Regions from separate parts of the Mus musculus genome. Here region 2 is linked to region 1. A link is a contact called in public HiChIP or PLAC-seq data. All regions are on one chromosome and are shown on one strand. The core of a region is the stretch at or near the end of the contact, and the rest is flanking DNA. Distances in the headings are between cores, read along the strand shown. Region 1 has its middle 5.8 kb from the start of Gm50597. Region 2 overlaps Asph (aspartate-beta-hydroxylase).

What was found. HiChIP or PLAC-seq counts read pairs in DNA pulled down with a chosen protein or histone mark.
Region 2: a contact with region 1 is called in an H3K27ac HiChIP or PLAC-seq map of microglia, with 4 times the contacts expected there. The contact joins two enhancer-like sites. A contact is called at or near these places in 3 of 115 datasets of contacts at active chromatin or transcription factors (the 230-238 cell line, acute myeloid leukemia and microglia).

Annotation. Positions count from the first base shown.
Region 1 is chr4:9,111,853-9,119,592 of GRCm38.p6, forward strand. No RefSeq gene overlaps it. Among named protein-coding and RNA genes, the nearest start is that of Gm50597, 5.8 kb to the right of the region's middle. Within about 2 kb of position 4,264, at least 76 of the 459 cell types and tissues checked have an H3K27ac peak or open chromatin away from gene starts, as enhancers often do. A contact at or near this core is called in acute myeloid leukemia and microglia, where this site is marked.
Region 2 is chr4:9,626,657-9,634,396 of GRCm38.p6, forward strand. The region is part of intron 3 of Asph (aspartate-beta-hydroxylase); the gene reads right to left. Among named protein-coding and RNA genes, the nearest start is that of Asph, 39 kb to the right of the region's middle. Within about 2 kb of position 4,120, at least 105 of the 459 cell types and tissues checked have an H3K27ac peak or open chromatin away from gene starts, as enhancers often do. A contact at or near this core is called in acute myeloid leukemia and microglia, where this site is marked.

The DNA.
Region 1 (7,740 bases), core at 3,014-5,513:
GCAAATACAGGCACCAGGCCCAGCACTGAGACACAGCGCGAGAAATGGGGGTAGCCCACACAAATAAGCAATAGCCAAGCAGGCTGGTCTAAAAAACAGTTTTGTTAATTCTTGGCAAGTTTCATACATTATATTTTGACCACCACTTCTATTCCTTCCCTCATCTTCTCCCAGGTCCACCCATCATTCTATAGTTACCCAACTCCATACCCTCATTCCTCTCCTTTTATTTGTTTATTTTTTATTCATGCAGTATAATCAGTGCTGACTATGCACTCCTGAGTGTGTGACCATCCCCTAGAACACGTGAGACCTGCCAGGAGCCATAGCCTTCAACAAAATGTACCCAGTTTTATTTGCACAATCTGTTTGTCAGTCTCTGGAAGGCTCCCGACACTATCATCAGTAATTTGGGGCATCTGGTACATGGGACATCAGTTTGGGAAGATAGCCATCCCCGTATCCTTCTGCACTGACTATAATGACATTCAGAGCAGCTGACACTTTGCTTGCAGCTCTGGGCCACGGGAGCGTCCCACAAACACTACCTTACAGAGGAAACCTGTGGTCTTGGGGGAATGAGGTGCCGCAGCAAACTAAGACAGAAGACAAGAAAGCACACCATGTACTTGTGTGACAACAGATGATTTTTATAGTCTTTCCCAATCTCCGAGTTTATTCCTCTGTAACTTGTGTAACAGTGTGTATCCTAAAATTTTAGCCACTTAGCTGTAGAAAAAGGCAAGCTATGGCAAAGTGCAAACTATGATGGCTCAGTGGTTAAGAACACTTGCTGTTTTTGAAGTGGACATGCCATATCGAGTGGCTCACAGTTGCTTATAACTTCAGTTCTAGAAGAAATTGTGCCCCCTTCTGGCCCCTATAGCCAGACCCCTGCACACATGTGGAGCACATATATACACCCAAGCACACAACACATACATATGAAATAACAAATACATCCTTAAAGATTCTCAAGCACGAAAAACTAAAGGCCTAAGATTATGAAAGAGGTATTTATATAACTGTGTATGTACACACACACACACACTCACACACACACACACACACACACACACACACACACACACACACAGCATTGCAGAAAATCTTGAATCATCTTAGCCCTTGGTCAAAGTATCCTAAGGCACAGTGTGTGTGTGTGTGTGTGTGTGTGTGTGTGTGTGTGTATGTGTGTGATTTGCACCAGGTGTCACCACCTCTCTGTGAAAAGGGCTAGGTAGTAAATGTATTTGGTTTTGTGGCCTTTGGGAGATAGTCACCTCTGTCTCAGGCTGCAGAAGTCACCACACACTACACAGAAATGAATGACGGTGGCTCAGTTCCAAGAAAACTTTCTGGATACTGCAGTGTGGGTCATTTTCACATGTCATGAAATTATACTTGTCTCCTTCAATCATTATATAGGGGTCAAAAGCCCCCTATAGTAGCTTGTAGGCCATGCAGCAGTAGATGTTGGAACGCTCTCTTGCTGCTCCCCGCTCTGCCAGCCACTACACAACTCTTTGGTAGAATCATCTGCACTCACAGATGTTAGACTGAATGGCAGAAGAGCCTGATGCAAATTCAGCAAAGCACCACTGAAGCAAGCAACTTGCCTGGAAATCTCCCACGCTCTGAACCAACTGAACCCTCTCCACGGTAAGGAACGACTTCATCAGAAATGAAGAATGCCCAAGCCACTTTGCAGTCAGAGAAGGGATCAAAAGAAAAAACAAAAAAACCACCAGTCAGATTTTGGTTTGCTTTTGTGGTGTTGTGGATCAAATCCTGAGCCCTGTGCAGCTACCAGTGAACCACAACGTCCCTCAGTTGCTTTGGGTACTGATGAAGCCGCACACTAGCAAGCTACTTGCTAAACGACGCTTCTTTCCCTTTGAGAAAGATGGTGACCGCCTCATGCATCATTCTGAGGTCTTAGGGAATAGTTGTAAATGAAACATGTCTACCAAGAGGTCTAGGAATTGTCAAAAGAGTCCCTGATGTTCAAAGCATCCTAGAAATATTTAGAGAAAGCAGGCGACCTTGTAGTGCTCTCAAGTGAAGAATTATTTCTTGTCTCTGCGCTTTGAGAGTTAATTATCCATTTAAGTCATTCTACATTAAAAAAAAAAAAAAAAGCAAAAGAACAGAAGTCCTGGTGAGTTTCCATGAGTGTCTGTGGTGGGGAAGCCAGAAGGTGCTTTTTGAGTGCCAAGAAAGCATTACGCAGTCTTCTGGATTGTCATTTTTTATCATCGATGGCACAGGAGAACCTGGACTCTTTTAACCTTCTGAAAAAGCTGCATCATTTCCCCAGTAGACAATTTTGGAAACACCCCAGCCCTTGGTAGGAAGCGCATTAAGGCATAAGGACACAGGAGCTGGCAGGACAGAGCCTTTGCCTAGGAATTCAGTTCTTAGGCATTAGGACTAGTTGAACCACGGTGTTCTGGTGTTCTCATGAGCGAAATGAAGCTGACAGGCTGCTAGGTGTCTCTTTCCAACATGGCTAAGCAAAATGAGATGTCCTATGGAAAATAATTAGTACAATGTCTGGTACCTGGTAAGGACAAAAATGATAGTTCTTATCATCTTGACAGTTGGACTTACTATGTGCATCCATGCTTGTGTGTACAGGTATGTGTGCCTCTGTGTATGTGTACATTCATGCATGTGTTGGACTATGTCTCATAAAAATCATCGAAACTTGTGACACTTAAACATATATGCAACCAGTCTGGGAAATAAAGCTCTCACAAAGGCTTCCTGGCGTCCATGGAGGAGTCAGAGTCCGAATGAGCAGGCACTGTGGCCTGTGAGATCAAAGAAGGACGGGAGCATTCAAAGCATGTTTGCTGTCATGTCAAAGCAAACTGCGTGCAGAGGCATCGGATCACAGCAGACACCGTACCCATCCGCTCACGTACATCGATACAGCAGGAAGTATATTCTGTGCTTATGTTGTTTAAGGTAGCGTAGCATGGAACTTCTTGAGCTTTATAGTGAAATAAAAGCACACAAATATATGGAGTGTACTTAGATTGGAAAAGTTGCCTCCTGGAAGAAGGCTGGGGACATGGAGACATGGGAATGCAGCAGCAATAGGAATAGCTGATACAGTGAACGGTAAGGAATTGGAACTAAGATGCTGCCGTGCCCATGGGGAGTGAGCACTTAACCTTTGGCGCAGGTCTCCTCTGGGTTAAATGCTAAAACCTCAGAAGAGAGCAAAGCCAGTCATAGTGGCGTGGTAGTCACCTTTCCACTTGAGAGAGCTTATAGAGGGGAAGGCTCATTTTGAATTCCAGGCTTGGAGGTTTCAGTTTAGGGCCATTTGGCATTTGGTCTCCTTTGGAGTCCCTGACTTCCCAATATGCAGAAGCACAGGTGGGTCCTCTCATGGCTGAGAGACCAACAAGAGAGGGAAAGGGGCTCGAATCCCCAGTGAGCAGAGGTCCACAGCTCCACTCTTACAAGTTCTACCACCTTCCAGTAGTGCCACCGGCTGAGGGACAGGCTCCAGTGACCCTTTCCAGGTTCCAGCATCTGATAGTATCTAGCTCTAGTAGGACTGAATCAAGTTTCAGAGATGACCCAGGTAAAGGGAGATAATTTGAGTTTGTCCTCTTAATCTATGTGTCCTCCTAAGGACGGATCAGAGGAAGGCAGAAAGACTGTGGGAAAGAATACAGGGACTCTGTCATAAGTTCCTGTCACTCAAAACCACTCACATGCCGCACATCATGATGGCCTCATCTACAAAGTACTCATAGCCACAGGTACGGCAGGGGAGTAAGACCTGTACTCATGGCCCTCAGAGTTGTGGTAAAACCAGATTATTTCAAGGTGCTCAGGCTGGGAGTAGAACTTGCCTGATTTTTTCCTGCAGCTTAGGGGCCAGCTTTCCAAATTCATCATTCGGCTCCCTTGTATCCTGAATCCTACTTATGATTTCTTGCGAGTTAAAAACTATTGACCCGACTCACACCTGCAAATCCAACCGTAAGAAGTCTGATTCTTGAGGGCTGTGGCAAGTTTGAGGCCAGCCTGAGCTGCAGAAAGACACCTTAGGTGCGGGTGGGGGTGGGACAGGGGGGTGGGAAGAGGAACAAAGAACAGCAAACCAGGAAATGAAAGGCTACGTGAGAGCTTGATCTTATGACTTCTCAGAAGGCGGTGAACATGATAAGGCTTTCCCACCAGAGGAAGGGGCAGTTCAGAAAGAACGTGATTAGATGGTGTTAGTCATCAAGGGAAGGCTCTTGAGAGAAGCCACAGCCCCTCCCCCACATCTGTTGCCCTTTCTGAAAAAGACTCTGACAGTTCGAAGCACCAAAACGTTACTGTCTTCCCTATTAACGTTTGTGGTTTCTTCTAGTTTTATGAGTGTGTCTGCTTTTTACAAATTAGTAAAAACCAGAGAGATACGTGATGCTTTAAAAAGTTTATAATTCAGACCTTTTTGTCTAGAAAAAGAAAATGTTAATTCCACCAGTGATTTTGTAACTTCCTTAAATCTCTTGTTCCTGATACAGAACAAAAGTCATTGACGTTTTAAGACCAGAAAATTGCAACAAATACATTTTTAATTACGGCAAACTAAAAAAATATGAATAGTGATGCTTTAAATTATTCCTCAACCTCTCATTTCTAATGAACAATATTTCAAAAAAAAATTTTAATTTTTAAAAAAGATTTATTTATTTATTTATTTATTTATTTATTTATTTATTTAATGTATATGAGTACACTGCAGCTGTTTTCAGACACACTAGAAAGGGACATCAGATTCCATTACAGATGGTTGTAAGCCACCATGTGGTTGCTGGGAATTGAACTCAAGACCTCTGGTAGAGTAGTCTTAGCTGCTGAGCCGTCTCTCCAGCCCTACATTTTAGGTTTTTTAAAAAAGAATTTCTATGGTTTTGAAATTACTGGAAATAGTCTCTTATTATTAGTTTAACAAGAATCTTTTTACACTCCTAAATTGGCAAAGTATCTGTCAGGGTGATTTTATCATTCCTTTGTAGAGTATTATGGCTTTTATTGTTTCATTTTTATTAAAAAAATTAATTTGAATATAATTACATTACTTCACTGTATCCCTGTCTTCCATTCAATCCCGCCCATCCCCTCCCACTTCCTCTCACATTGATGGCCTCTTCATGATTATTATTGTTACATATATATGCATTAATATATAAATATATCCTGCTAAATCCATGGCTTGGATGTATATGTTTTCATGACAGACTCACTTTGTATTGGACAGCCCATTAGGGAGCTGATCTGGCCAGAGGCTAATTTTCCATCTCTCCACAGTCATGAGTTGCCTGGAGTTCTTTGTTTAGGAGGTGAGACACAGATTTCCCCCTTCCACTTACTGGGTCTATTGATATTTACTTTATAGCCATATTGTTGAGGTATCATTATGAAGCGTCCGTGCCATTTCTAAGAGGCATAAGCTCACAGCAGACTTTCTGGTCCTCTGGATCTAATAATGCCCAGGGATTAAGCCCTACAGAGAACAGTCCAGTGCAAGGCAGCAACCACAGCTGTATTTTGGCCAGCCTGGGATTCTAGCCTTTTGATCCATGTTTACACTAGAGCTTTGCCCCTGTGCTGGAGTGGCCCCATGACCACACCAGACAAAAAGCAAGTTGGAGCAGGGCGGGTGGATGTGGGGGAGGAGGAGGGTGGTTGTGGGGGTTGGGGTTGGGTGTGGGGGATGGGGGGCAATGGTGTCTTTTTTTTTTTTTTTTCTTCACTCCAAACATAATAAGAAGAAAGAATGGACTTTGGTTTGATTCTCAGAGATGGATTTGTTTTTTTTTTAAACCATCTTGTTCTGATACAACAAAAGCAGAGACAAAAAGACTTACCTGCAGTGAAAATGTTACTTAATCTTAAAAGAAATGGATACAAGGCAGTCATTAAAAAACACAAAGCCAGTAAAATACCTCCAGGGCAAGTAGCTAGCAGGATGGCTTTCCCCCTGAGGCTACTTTTTCACACTTAAATCTTATTAAAGAACAGCACTGGAAAAGTCTTTGGTCACTGACTAAGTTTTAAAACAGTGTTTCTAACTAACACAGGAGACAACACTCACATTCAGAGCAGCTCATAGATTCCAGGACTTGATGCTGATGCTGCAAGCAACAGGGTGTGCTGTCTGTGTGTAGTCCTCGTCTGACTGGCCATGACTGCTGCTCATTGTCTTAAAGATGAGGAACTTATAATTGTCTTTATTTGTTAAAAATCATTGGTTTTAGCCATTGATCTTTTTTTCCTCTTAAATTTGTCCATTTTCTCTAGGATTCTAGACTACCGTGAGTTAATTTTGTTCGTGGAGATCCTTCTGTGAACACTCAGGCTCTGGCACATAAAATGCCCCACTCGCAAGTAAGCAGGACCTGAACGAGAGGGACAAGGGACAAGGGGAAAGGGGAGCTCCTGAAAGTGCTGACAGCAAACAGTGGCAGATGTCCGGTGGAATGCTGGCTCACTGGGACAGAAGCAGGGTGCCGAACACTTCAGGGATACTTCATCATAGCTCTCCAGCATGCCTCTCGGCAGCTAAGGCTACTTCTCCAAACTGATGGCAACGTGGATGAGGACGTATACAGAGACGAAGCAAACGTCACAGGGTCATAGGGTCAAAGGACAACCTGGGCTAATAGAAAGCCAGGGCTCTCTTCTGCAGCCAGTTCCCTCTGCTGCCTTCTCCTTCCTGAGCCCTATACAAAGCACTCAGTTTAGTATCAAAGTGACCCTTGTGGCTGTCAGGGGTGCTGGGGACAAAATGGGAGCAGGATATGGCAGCTAGATTCAGAGAGTCACACACAAGACTTATGCAGAAAGGGTTCCTCAAAATGACAGGGAGAAAGGCAATAGCTGGGTAGCCCCACATTTTGGCTTGTTTGTTTCAGTTATGCTACTTTCCTCATGAAGTTCTAGTGGAAAGAGACATCACTGAGATTTCCTCGAAAACCCCTTTAAAGTCCAACATCCCATGTTGCCTCAAAATACGGCTCTCAAAACAGAGGCAAAACCCTCTCCTTGTTAGGACGTCTGAAATAAACAGTCAGCAATTTTCTAACACTTGTTTAACTTAGTCCAGAGGGATTTTTTTCTAATGATAAAGACTTCATTGGCTTACTGTTTTATTTCAGGGTCAGAACAAGATCCTACTTAGTACCCACAAGGCTTGCTAGGAGGGAATCTTAACAGGGGATATGCAAATACGGGGCAGAGATTAATAGTGAGACCCAGCGCTGAGCCACACAGGATGAACTATAGTGACAGATAATATATTTCAGTTTGAATTTTCAACATTATATAAATGTTCTTAATTAATATTAAAACAACAATTAATGATAAATGAAGCAGTATGTCTTTCAAGGGCATTAGTTTTTTTTGTTTTTTTCCTCCCCTCTCTAATTCCAAATGTAATACAGATTAAGATTCAGCCATGGCTTTCAGTCAGTATACAAGGAGTTAGAGATTACCTGCTCTGATACTTTCCTGAATCCTGTGGAGGTTTGCCCTCCCATACTGACAGAGACTATCCTACATTTCCATCTCCTTTCTCCTTTTCTTTATCCCTCTCTCTTATGAGAGTACATACCATCAGAACATAGGAAATAGTCAATGAATTATCAACATTGTCCAAACTGTTATGTGCAGCAGCATTTTTTTCCAATATTGAGGCCATAGATGATAACTAGTTTTGTGTCC
Region 2 (7,740 bases), core at 2,870-5,369, 510 kb after region 1:
TGAAAGACAAGAAGCAATGGCTCGGAAGAAATTCTGTGAGGGAAAGCAAGCAAGCCAGGGTCCAACAACAACAAAGCATCAAACAATCACCTCTCCTGAAGAATGCAAAGATGGTGGATGGCGGGAGAGCTTGGCTAGTGTTTACAGCACTACAGGAAATAGAGGTGGTCATGAAAGCCACTGATCAGCAGAGTTAAGTTACTACCTTTATGCTGCCTCTGGCTGCTGTGGATTCACAGTGACAGACACATCAACAAACACACCTTCACTTCCTTCTTTTCTGTCTTTACTGGTGCCCCAGGGACAAAAGGAATCCCATTAAACAATAAAAGATACTACTCTGCTATTTACAACTGTAAAGAGTCCCCAAGCACTGTTGAGAGAAGTTCTATCCAGTGGGGAAGGGAACCTCTGGCCACCTGTAGTCCACTGGGATGTAAGTACTGATGAGGCTGTCCCCGTTTAAGGCAGTCTTGATGGAAACAGTAAGTGAATGTAAAAGAAAACGCAACAACAACAAAAGGAAGCCAGCAGCAGTCACTGTGCTCTGCTAGTGTGTGTGGTAATTACTGTGTACACATGTCATGGCTACAAATTCTTTAACAGAAATGTGAAAAGGTAGTCATGTTCTTCACTTAGAGAGAACGCCTAATGGATGCTCTTTTGGCAATGGCCACAGGGTCATTACTACAGACCCATCCCAAAATGTAATATCCGCTATGACTAGAATGTGTGCATGACTAAGCCAAGCTGGGTCCATGGTTTTGCCACATGCAGAACACATGGCTTTAGAAGGGCTCTCTTATGGCATCCGGCATCCGAGTAGCTCCTTCAGGGGACAGATTCCTATCTTTCCCACCGAGGTCACCTCGCCACTCCCATGCTTCCTAAAGAGACTGCGCACTGAGTCCAAGATCCTCACCTTCCTCTTTCCTACACTGGAACACTAAACCCAATCCCAATGTGGACTACACAAAACCCAAGTGTAAAGTGTCCAAATGGTACGGCGGGTTTACCTCAGCAAATATAAGGAAACTATGCCATGCCTGCCCTATCAACTAACATATGAACATAGAGTCACTGAATTCCTTGTTCAGTGTTCCAATATGCATCATGATTAATGAAAATCCCACAGCCCACACCATAGAAAGTTTGTGTCACATTACAGAGCTAAGCCAGAGTCTTAAGAAAGGGTTGTTAGTACCAATCTCTGTGAGACACTGCCCAGCAGTAAGATAGGCAGCAGAGCAGTGAACTCTCTGCTTCCACAGTCCTTTAAAGTTGCCAATATTAAGAGAGCTAAAAACAAACAAACAAAACCCCCCAAAAACCACTGTAATTAGAATAACTAAGGGTAAATACATCTCAGCCCAGGATCAAATACAGAAAAGGCTTTTCTTACAATGTCTGGACAGGGCTACGGAAGGCAGAGGAAACTTGTACAGAAAAAGACTCAAGTGTGAGGTGAGCAAGCAGGACTAGCCAGCACTCCCTCCCGTGTGTGGCTTCTGCAGGATCCACAGGCAGCACACTGACGGCCAGGCTTCTGAGTTAGTAAGGTCAGCTCCTGGAAAACCCTCCAGCTTACATACCATCATTCAACATTCCAAGTGAAAGAACAGCGGAAAGTAGCCAAAGAACCACACACAACCTCCAGCTCCCCTTCCCAATTTAACTGAACTTGAGACCAGAAAAGTGGCCCAGTACATGAGCAGGCAGGACAGCCACTTTGGGAGCCAATGCTACATAGACGGCACAGCACTGGTCAGTTTTTTAGATGATGAAAACTGAAAAGGCAAAGTTAACACAGTGATTTACAACTCTGTAACTAATTGAACACTCATATACACAGCATACAAAGTGGCCTTTCAAAGTCAGCCCATAAATGTAAGACATGAAGTAAGAAAATACCTATGAAACAAAATTACAAAATAAATTCACAACTTCAGTATATGTAATCAATAACACTTAAGAAAAGTTACATTTGCTTTAGACCACATTTTTGCCAATAACTTTATTCTTTCTCATACACACACAAATAAGCCTCAGATACAAGTTGAAGGAAGTCAGAGAAGTCAGGGGTTCTTCAGCTGCCTGTATTTTATCATCACTTAGGGTTTTTTAGATGCACTGATCGGAGGTGGTATAAAATTGTTGGCAAGTTACCACGCTTGCTTTACAGTTGGGAAGATGGGCATAATTAATTTCTGTACATATAATGTGCATTAGTATCATGACGATACAAAACCTGATGAGAAATTAATTACAAACGTTTTTAACACAGAAATTTAATTATTCATTCCTGACTAAAACCATCCACAGTTAGTAGTCATGGCACACAAACAAAACTGCTTTGAAAACCGTTTCTCAGCCATTTGGGTAAGTGACTTTTATTGTGTTTAGGACCTAAGGTTGTGAATTTAAAACAAACAACCATTGATTATTTCACAGCATTCAAATTCAAAATGAGTTTAGTCCTGAGCTGGAGAACTACAATGACTCTGAGAAGATGACTAAAGACTCCTCAGTCACTACGCTGCTAAGGCCTGAGCTGAAGTGCTTGCACCCTGGAGTGTAAGCAGCTTCTGACCAAGTCCTCACTGACAGTAAAACACTCGCTGGACACAAGAACGAGAAAAACTCCTAACAACCATTGAAGCTTGGGGAAGCCCTGGCCCATGAGTGGCACATGGAACCATGTACAAGAGTAGTGACATTAGAGAGAGAACTGCTGTGTTCTGATTTCAGGAACTCTACTTCAGCTGGCATTTCGTCATCCCAGAGCAAATGGCTGATGAAGGTAACTATGTAAAAACAGAGAATATCTGGGAATGATACTTAAATAAAACTGTCTGAAACTCCAGTGTACTCTGGTTTAAAACACATGAAGACCCAAAGCTGAGCAGAATTTTAGAGGCTCTCAACGGGAGCTAGACACTTTGAGAGTCATTGGAAGGGCAGCAGTAAACCTGTCAGGTGGCGCACGGCTCAGTCACAAGGGTAGTCACTAACACGTCCTTTCAGAGATGGATGCATATAGAGCTAATAACTGATTTTTTTAATAACTGATTTTGTATTACTGAGGCGAACTCAGTTTCAAAAAGCTAAGACAAAGCTACTGCCGTGTTCATAGTTTGGGAAAGAATTTTTTCTCCTAAAAATGAAGGACCAGTTCAATAAATTTAATTTACAATTCTACACATTATATTATACATAACTCACAAATCAACAGGTAATAAGTTAGTAAAAAATGGAAAAGCCTAATTCAGGAAAGATAGTTTTAATATGTACAACATTCTGCAAGACGCACATTCACACTCTCCCTCTTTTATAATAGGGTGACCCCAAAAAAAGTTACAAATTACCTTCTCTAGATTTATATTTGAAAATAAAATTGAAAACAAATTCTGATTTCAGAAATGGACATATTCAAACCTATTAGTGTCTGAATTCAGAAACTTCACTGCCCTAAGGCAAAAACATAGGATTTTTAAATTATGTCAAAAGCACCATTAATACAGAACTTTAACAAGTTTGTAGGAACTTATATGACTAGTCAATTAACCTAAAGAAATTACAGATTAAAAAGTACCAGCTTCACTACACAGCAGGCAAGTTAAAGGTCAACAAAGGAGCATTCGCTGATTAGTCATGCCAGAAATATTGTTAGAATCACTCCCATTAGAACTATCATTAAAAGTATGAGAAAGACAAGCATCAAGGGTTAAGTACAACACAATTTCCAACTTAGTTCAGTGAATACATAAGTTGAGATAAAATGATACAGAAACCAATTATACTACCAAGAACATCATTTCCAATGCACTTTGTGAACAGCTATAGGAATGAGGAATACCACTTCCTTTCTGGGTGTGGAGGGAGCCAAGCGAGGGGCTAGCTAAGTGGCTGTGCTGGGCAGGATGATCAGGATCATATGGGTGGCATTATCTGAAGTCACAACTGCCCCACTGCACGTTGAGCCCTGCGTAAGCAAAGGAAGAGGAGGCAGCTCCGTTTTCCAACCCACTGCTTTTCAGTCCCTGAGTTGAAGTTACTGATTATGCAAATCCAAAATGACACAGGTCTTTCCCTGAACCCCTTCATTCTGTGACGTACCATCAACACCATCTGCAGTTTCGCTTTCTTCTTCCTCTTCTTCTAGCATTTCAAAAGGAGTCATTATATCATAGAGAAATGAGAGGAAACCATAAAACCAATCTGAACTCTCCTCCGCTAAAATAGTAAGGACTTCCTCAAGAGAATCAATATTTTCATTACTGCCATCTTTGGTCAGGCCTACATAAGAATAAAGGAAGAGAGAAAGAGAAAACAAGAAGAGCAGTTAGGTGGAAAAAGTTAAGCTTAGGCAGAGTGATCTCAAAAGGGGGGCGTATCATGGTCCCAGGTTTACAGAAAGGTAATGCGGAGAATACAGAGACCGGTACGAAGCACACCTCCAAGTCAGGCTTCAGTCCACCCAGCAAACCTCACGCTCCTCCCAGCTCATGAGCAGATCATCTTTTTCCTACTACAGTCTTGGGCAGGAAACCCTGCAGAGTATCAGCACACTCTGCAGACAGTGATAGGAGAAAGTGATACAGAGGGCAAAGCAAACACTTCCGACAGCCTCCCAATCTGCACACTGATGAGCCAGACCTGATCATACGCCCTGGAGTAAACTGCAGGTGCTCCGGAGTACATAAGCCAGCGGATTACAGCCTGCAGCATCTCATCTGGTATCCAGACGCTCAAATATGGTCATTCATATCAAACGCCTAACTCAGTTAGTGCTATACACTCTTACAACTTGTTCAAGGCCTTGTAAGTTAGAATGAGCTGATAAGAGTCCTCTCTGCCTACCTAGAAGAACCCCGAGGAAGGCTGAGAAGGCTCTAGCAGCCACTGGCAGGGGGGGTAGGGATAGGGGACAACCCTGACCCCTCTTCCTCTTGCCCATGAAAGAAGGCATTCTTACTGCAAAGATTCTTGTTCTCTGCTGTTTTCTAAGCACTGCTCCCAAACAGGACCCTCTGAATAGAAGAAATAAAGAGGTAAATTATTATGACCGTCTCCAGTGGGAAATGACCCGAAGTAGGGAAAGACCCTTGAGATGTAAAGTCAGTTCCCTATACACTGAAAGGCCCCAGAATTTGAGGAAGAAAAGCAGGTGGTAGTTATGACAGGAAGAAATATGTGCATCAGAATCTCCAGCGCCTTCGTAACCAAAGCCGGGTCATTTCAGGTCATTTACAACACAACTTCTCCATGTACCACAACTACCAGCAATACCGACATACAAGAGATAACAGAATCCTGGCTACCTGTCAAGCTTACAGTGAACTTCTCTGCTATTGTCAACTGAAGAACAGGCCCTATCAGTTTCCACATGTGAGGAGAGAGGAAAGACACAAACTGCAGTCAGTATTTAATCAGTTTTTGACAAGTCCCGGGCTTTTTCATTTAACTTGAGTCTCCCAATGCTATGAACAGAGATCTGCATTTCCACCCAAGACCTGTGAGAACGATACTTCTCCCCACCCTAAATACTACCACCGTGTATTTAGAGAAAACCCTTGCTGTGTTTCATTATCCTCTGTGCTCTAAGTGCTTCCTATTACTACATATAAAATAAGAAACTTCCGAGCTTCAGCATGGCAAGTGGCACTGAGCAGCAAACATTTGGACAATGACCTACCTACACGGCCTAGAGTTGTGTGTGTCCTGTATATGGATGTATATATTTGTGTGTGTGTCCTGTATATATTTGTGAACATCACATACTTGTGTGTGTGCATATGTGGTGTCAGAAGTTTCTGTCAAGCATCTTCTTCATGACCCAGCACTGAGCCTGGGAGGCCTTGAGGTTCACAGTGAGTTTGCCTTGAATGTGGGAGCCCAGGTAGGTGCCGAGTGAAGCAGCACAGGGTATCTCCCTAAAGGAGATCACTGAGTAGCAAGTCCTGAGGGATTCTCCTGTCCCCACTGCCTGAGGAGAAATGAACTGTTGCACTGTGAGAATCCAGGTTTGGGTCCTCAGGCTTGGGAAACAAGGGTTTCACCAACCACTCCATCTCCAAAGCTGTATCTGTAGTTCTTAAAGCAGGAATGCCAGGCTGACAAGAAAAATGATCCTGGGCACAGACCTCCTCTGAGCTGAGTCTGCCTCAAATGAACAGCACTAAACGCTGGGCGAGCTCCATGCTCCTCATATGGCCTCACGGTCCTTTCCAGTCTTTGCTTAGGCTGAGTGCCTCTGCTTGGTGCTGCAGCCACACCTGACTGACAGGGGTCAGCCATACCTGACAGGGGTCAGCCACGTGCTAGCTGTACAACAGAGGGGCAGGCTTGCATCTTCCGGCGAGGTTATTATAAGACATTAGTCCTAGAACTGAGTCCTGGGCATTCCTGCTGACAGTATGTGGGGAACATTTTTTTTTCTTTTTTCTTTTCTTTTCTTTTATTTAGATTATGAATCAATTGCATCACTTTCCCCTTCCCAGTTGGTCTTTCCTCCAAACCCTCCTATTGCAGCTCCAGCCAGTGCTTGCTGTCTCTCCAGTTCACTGCCTCTCTCTAATTGTGGTTGCATATGCACGTGTCTATAGGTTTCATTAACACACTGAAACCCAAATCACTTGCATTTCAGACGACTTGGCCTAAACAATAGGAAATTCTATGTCCAAGGGCAGGGCATTTTCAAAGTGCATCAGGATACTTAGAATTAGTAGGATCAGTAGGAGCTATGGGTCTTGAGGAAAATCTAAAAAGAAAAGCAGCATATAGACTTTCCACAAATTAGTATTAGAGCTAGGCTTCAAACGCCAGGGGAAAAAAGTGTGGCCTGCGTGCCAGGTCTGTGGCCATTTAACGCTACATTAATTACTGTGCTTCTCAGTAATCTCTGTCCTCTCCTCTCTGTCACCTCTCCTCTCCGTCACCTCTCCTCTCCTCTCCTCTCCTCTCCTCTCCTCTCCTCTCCTCTCCTCTCCGTTACCTCTCCTCTCCGTCACCTCTCCTCTCCGTCACCTTGCTTCCTGCCTTTACCTAAAACTGCGCCCTAAGGGCCGAGGTCTCATCTCAACAAGACAGAAAACAAAGGCTGCTGTCAAGTGGGGCATGCTACCATCGTAGCTACCAACCTAACGATTGTTGTTCATGACTTCATTTCTTTCACTTGCCTAAACTAACGTCACCTGAAGATTTAATGTAGGTACTAAAACTCTGATTTAGATTGATAATGATGAAATTATAGCCAGAAAGCAATTACCATTAAGTCAAGATAGATCATGAAAGCTGCACAGTGGACTTCCAACTGTAAATAGGAAACGCTACCTCCCACTGCGCATACGGGAAAAGCATACACCAAGGTAGGGCTAAGTCAGGAGCTCTGTTACAGCTGGACATAAATAAAACTGCTTCATTCTTAGAGTTTGTTTTAAAAGGACGTAAAATCTAACTATGCAAAGCTGCTAACCTGCTACAATACCTTTCTATTGCTTCACAATCATAAATTCACAAGATGGTTTATTTAGCATGCTACTAAACTTAGGGCATATATAATACCAGGCCACAGCTATTGCCTTGCTAAGTAATTCCATCTGAAGCTTTAATATATATTGCTTCATACTAAGGAACAGGAAGTAAGCTGCTTCAAACCAGCCAAAACTGGCCAGAGTACACAAAATCTGCACATTCAAGTCACCACTAGCCTTCCTATTAAGACAGTATTTTAAAACAATG